Linked DNA regions of Mus musculus: region 1 is linked to region 2. Evidence: chromatin contacts called from public Hi-C data. All regions are on one chromosome and are shown on one strand. Each heading gives the region's core, a stretch centred on a gene start, on an enhancer-like site or on the middle of the called end of the contact. The rest is flanking DNA. Distances are from core to core; before and after follow the strand shown.

Region 1 (2,700 bases), core at 191-2,690, 210 kb after region 2:
TTGTCAATTAATATTAACATAATTGGGCAAGCAGTGACATGGACATAAGTACTGGACATGATATGGTAGGAGGTAGAAAAGATAGGAGAAAGAAAAACTATTTGTAGGAAAGAAAACTAAATATCTAGAGAACCCAGAAGAACTGATAAGAAAACTATTGCAAAGAAAAATGAATTTTAGTAAAGTAGCAAGATTCTTATACAGAAGGCTGGTGACATGGTTCAACAGGGAGAAACACTTGTGTGTAGTAGCCCTGACAACCTGAGAGAAATCTTTGGGTCCCACAGAGTGGCCAGAGAGACCAGACCCCTGGGTTGTCTGTCTTCCAACCTCTTCCTCCTAGCTATGGCAGTATCTCCAGTTTTAGTCTTGCACTAATTTACATTCCCATCAATAGTCTGTTCGTCTCCCTCCCGTCCCCTCCCCTCCCCTCCCCTCCCCTCCCCTCCCCTCCCCTCCCCTCCCCTCCCCTCCCCTCCCCTCCCCTCCCCTCCCTTCCCCTTCCCTCCCCTCCCCTCCCCAGCATTTGTACTTTTCAGTGTTTTGTTAATTGCCATTCTGAGGGGTGAGGTGATATCTCATTGTGGTTTGGCTTTACAGTTCCCTAGTAAGCAGTGACACTGGACATATTTTCATGTTTGTCTGTCGACCATTTGTATATCTCATCTTAGAAAATGTCTGTTCAGATCATTAGCTTTTTTTTTAATCCAGAGACTTTTTAGTTGTTCAAACCCATCATATTTTCTAGATATTAATCCCTTTTCAGATACATCATTTACAAATATTTCCTCTATTCTATATTCGTCTCTTCATCTGTCGTCTCTTTCTTTGGTGCAGAAAGTCTCAGTTTGGCATAATTCCATTTGCCTATCACTGCTTTTGTTGGCTGTGCTTTTGAGATCTTAACTACCACCACCAATAACAGCAACAACAACAATGAAGACGCAAATTATTGCCTGTACTGGACTTGAAGTGTTTCAAAATCTTAGTATCTGCTAGCTCAAAATGTGAGTTTATCTGCAAGTCAGGTGTTTACAGAGATGATTGGATTTAAAACCGGTGCTGAGAGAGAGGCCTAATTGCTCTCTCTGGCTCTCTCACCCTGTGCATGCCAGGCAGGTGGCTTACCACTGGCTTATACCAGGAGAGATGCCAGGGTGTCTGTGTTCAGAGGGATGCCCCGTTAGGACATAGCAAGGGCTCTCTCTGCAAGTTAAGCTGGGAGGCTTTGGGGTGAAACCAGATTTCCAGCCCTCAGAGCCGTGAGAAAAGAAGTTGCTGACAGTGTTTATCTTCCATGCCCTACCCCCACACCGTGTGATACTTTCTCAAGGTAGCTTCAGCAAGCTAATACAGGCACAAAAGCAGCAATGATGATGCGGTTTCTTCAGAGCCCTTATCACTGACTAAAATTAGCTTGTGCTCAGTTATGTTTGTGCTCTGTTCCTCCCAGTAGTAAGCTCCAAGGCGAGAACAGGGGCTCGTCCTTCTCATCCCCACAGCAGTCACAGCACTGAGCAAAAGTAGCTGTGTCATTAACTTACTGATTCTGTCTCTGCAGTGTCCGGGTTTTTACAGAGCCAGCGCTCTTTTTGGGACTGTAACTTCTAGCACAGAGACTAAGAAGAAATAGCTTTGCAGCAAATAAGAGGCAGAAACTCCTTGTTCTTCTCTTTTACAGGCTCTTCAGTTGATTAGGAAGGCCTTTGAGGCCATTTTGGAACAGAAAATCTGCCCTTGTTTTAGATTTATTTTATTATTTGGTTTTAAAATAACTTGGATCTAGGAAAAATGCCCTCATAGGGGAAGAAGGCAGGGTCTTCGTTTTGTTCTCTACTCTTCTGTAAGTACCCGGCATAGCAGTCTTCAGTAAATGTTTGTTAAATGAATGGGAACCCATTTTCCAAAATTCTGCTTTGTTCTAGAAATTTCCAAATTGTGTTTTGCTTACTGATACTTAGTGTAACAGCAGTTATATTATAGAGGGTAAACGGTTTTGCACCTTTTGCCCCTCATAATTGCATCAGATGCCCTCTGTCTGTTCTCACTGGGGATGGGCGGGGTGGGGGGGTGGGGGGTGGTGGTGGTGGTGGTGGTGGTGGTGGTGTGTGCATCAGATGTCCCTGGTCTGTCCTCTCTGTTGTTTGTGACCTTGACTGCCCTTATGGATGACTCAGTCTAGCTCAGTGGCTCTGCTGCCACCCCGTGTCAGCAGTGGGGTACTACACCCACTGAATGTCCATCAGGAACCCATCCCATTCTTCTGTTGGGTTGCTCTTCATGACCTGTTTGTCTAAGTGACATTTCTTTCTGAATGGTATACATGAAGAAATAAATTCTTCTGTTTAAAAGCCTTTAGAGCTGGTTTGTATTTATCAATATAAGGAATCTATGCATTTGAATAAAATACATGAAAGTTTCCATATTTTAAAACATTTATATAAAATAGTTGTTTCATTTGTCAGTTTATTAAAAATCCCATAAACGATTTATAGAGAAGAAAATAATATTTTAAAAAGCTTTAAAAAATTTAAATAAGACTTTTGTTGATTTCTGCTTTATTTGCATAGTAGATTACTAAGTGAGTTGGTTCTAACCACTCTAGTCAATGGAGGAAATTAACTTGTCTACAGGCTCCTGCATCAGCTGTTTGAAATAGCAGTAGCCACAATATCAGTGACTGATGTGCAGAAGCCAGTT
Region 2 (2,700 bases), core at 78-2,577:
GGTCTACAGAGTGAGTTCTAGGACAGCCAGGGCTATACAGAGAAACCCTGTCTCGAAAAACCAAAAAAAAAAAAAAAAAAAGAGTACTTCCTGCTATTCCAGAAAACCGTGTGGAGATGGAGGACTCCAGTTAGTAACTAACTGGGACTCTAGCTCCAGAAGAACCCATTGTCTTCTTCTGGCCTCTGCAGGTATTAGCACATATCCAGTGGCATATACATCTAGATATACACACACACACATATTCAAGTAAAATTTAAATGAGAAAAACTAAACCTCATCTACCTTGTTCTTTCCTATGTTTTGTCTTAAAACTTAAGACTATATATTTAACAAATCTATCCATTTATTTAAGTATTTTGAGACAATCTTGCTATGAAGCTCTGACCCATCTGAAACTCACATTGTAGACCAAACTGTCTTCAAGCTTTAGTAATCCTCCTGCCTCTACTTCTCTAGCACTGAAGTTATAGGCATGTACCAACATGTCTAGTTATTTAGTAAACCTTAAATGATAGGGTTAATTTAAGCATTTATTTGGAATTGCTTATTCTACTAAGATTTTAATACTTAATATCTAAATGAGATACCAGAATTGAAGCCAAAAATTTTGGTTCTTTCCTGATTTGAAACTATCTGCATTTATGTTGTAGATGTGCATATAAGTACATGTATTTATTTAGCCAGAAGTACCTGTATTAGGAGAACGTACAGATAGTGCCCTCCTAGTATAAGACTTGTTGTGAAGAATATGGGGGTGGCTGTGTAATAGTAGTTGGCATCTTACTGTGTTTCAGATTTGATGTTTATTTTGTTTCAGAGTCCTGGTTTATATATATAGTTCAGACTTGCCTTGGAACTCACTAGGAGCCGCCCAGTCTAGCCTAGAACTCAACGATCTTCCTGCCTCCTGAGAGCTAAGAATACAGACATACACACTATGCTTGGTGCAGTAGTGTTTTCACTCCTAACTCGGTGTACATCCTAGTCTTCCAGGTTGGGTAGATGCATGCAGCCCAATGCAGAGCACACCAAAAACAAAACAACACTCATCTCAGTTTCTCCAGTAAGTATAGTGGCCAGGTGCTGAGCTGCTGGCCTCCTGGTATGATGGCACCACAGAAAGAAATCACTTTTGAGCTGGTCACTCTCCTAGGCTCAGAGCAGTATACAGAGCAGTCACAAGCATTTTGAAGTGTCTGTAAGTGTTAGCATTTTAAAGACAGATAATCTGGGGCTGGTGAGATGGCTCAGCAGTTAGGAGCACTGGCTGCTCTTCTAGAGGCCATGAGTTCATTTCCCAGCAACCACATGGTGGCTCACAACCATCTATAATGAGATCTGGTGCCCTCTTCTGGCCTGCAGGCATACATTCAGGTAGAACACTGCATATATAACTTTAAAATATGATATGATGCCCTCTTCAGGCAGGCAGATGTATATGCAGCAGAGCACTAATTCATTAAATAAAGTTTAAAAAAAAAAATAATAATAATATGTATGAGTCTGTATGAGTTATACATAAACAGGACTTTGCAAAAAGCACTGTATATGCTGAAAAATATTCAAGTTATATTATTTTTGTAGTATTTTAAGGCTGATTTAGCATTCTGATTACATTTTATGCAATACATACTAAAAATTTTGCCTTGTATCTTTTCAGAGTTTGCTTATGGTGGCCATCCATATCCTTTTTCTGGAATATTTGAAATTTCCCCAGGAAATGCTTCTGAGCTAGGAGAAACATTTAAATTTAAGTAAGTAGGAGGGTAATTTCTATTACACTGTAGTAGGCGGCAGAGCTTGTTTGGGGTATAAAGAATTCAGCCTGGTCTACAGAGTGAGTTCCAGGACAGCCAGGGCTATACAGAGAAACCCTGTCTCGAAAAACCAAAAAAATAAAATAAAAAATAAAAATTTAGAAAATTGGGCTGAGGGCTGGTGAGATGGCTCAGTGGGTTAGAGCACCCGACTGCTCTTCCGAAGGTGCAGAGTTCAAATCCCAGCAACCACATGGTGGCTCACAACCATCCTTAACAAGATCTGACCCCCTCTTCTGGAGTGTCTGAAGACAGCTACAATGTACTTACATATAATAAATAAATAAATAAATAAATAAATAAATAAATAAATAAATAAAAGAAAATTGGGCTGAAAAGATGGCTCAGAGGTTAAAAGCACTAACTGCTCTACCAGAGATCAATTCCCAGTAACCACATGGTAGCTTATAACCATCTGTCATGGGATCTGATGCCCTCATCTGGGGTGTCTGAAGACAGCACCAATATACTCAACATATATAAAAATAAATAAATCTTCAAAAAAATTTAGAAAATTAAATATCTTAAATTTGGTTTAATGACTGATACTTTGTTTTTAAATTAAATTGAACTGAGTTATATAAAAATGGAAACTCAAATAATGTCTGAAAAAGCTTGTCTTACTTTTGTTCAGGATCTCTAAGTTGTTTTTTGTCTGCTTTTCAAATATAGTTGTCTTTGTTTAGCTTACATTCTGCCTTAGGAAACCCCTTGCCTAATGATCTCCTGCCTAGGCTCCCTATTTCAGAGGGAGAATAGACAAGGTGGAATTTTTATTATGACCTACTATAAAATCTCTTTCCCCAATGAAAGAAACACTTGTAAATTCAAAATAACTGAACTGTTTATCCTGGAAACTACTATCAATAGCATCAGTGTC

The links. Hi-C and Micro-C count contacts between places; a contact is called where the count stands out from the background.
Region 1: a Hi-C map of rod photoreceptor shows a contact between it and region 2, with 1.9 times the contacts expected there. The contact joins two enhancer-like sites. A contact is called at or near these places in 2 of 15 datasets of contacts at CTCF or cohesin (large pre-B cells and pro-B cells), 15 of 484 Hi-C or Micro-C datasets (CD4 T cells, CD8 T cells, the HPC-5 cell line and 11 more) and 3 of 9 other capture datasets (adipose tissue, liver and pancreatic islet).

Annotation. Positions count from the first base shown.
Region 1 is chr1:178,447,186-178,449,885 of GRCm38.p6, forward strand. The region is part of intron 2 of Efcab2 (EF-hand calcium binding domain 2); the gene reads left to right. Among named protein-coding and RNA genes, the nearest start is that of Efcab2, 43 kb to the left of the region's middle. Within about 2 kb of position 1,441, at least 67 of the 459 cell types and tissues checked have an H3K27ac peak or open chromatin away from gene starts, as enhancers often do. A contact at or near this core is called in rod photoreceptor, where this site is marked.
Region 2 is chr1:178,240,949-178,243,648 of GRCm38.p6, forward strand. Desi2 (desumoylating isopeptidase 2) reads left to right here. Exons shown (of 5, transcript NM_024282.3): 3 at 1,664-1,757. Among named protein-coding and RNA genes, the nearest start is that of Desi2, 55 kb to the left of the region's middle. Within about 2 kb of position 1,328, at least 8 of the 459 cell types and tissues checked have an H3K27ac peak or open chromatin away from gene starts, as enhancers often do. A contact at or near this core is called in rod photoreceptor, where this site is marked.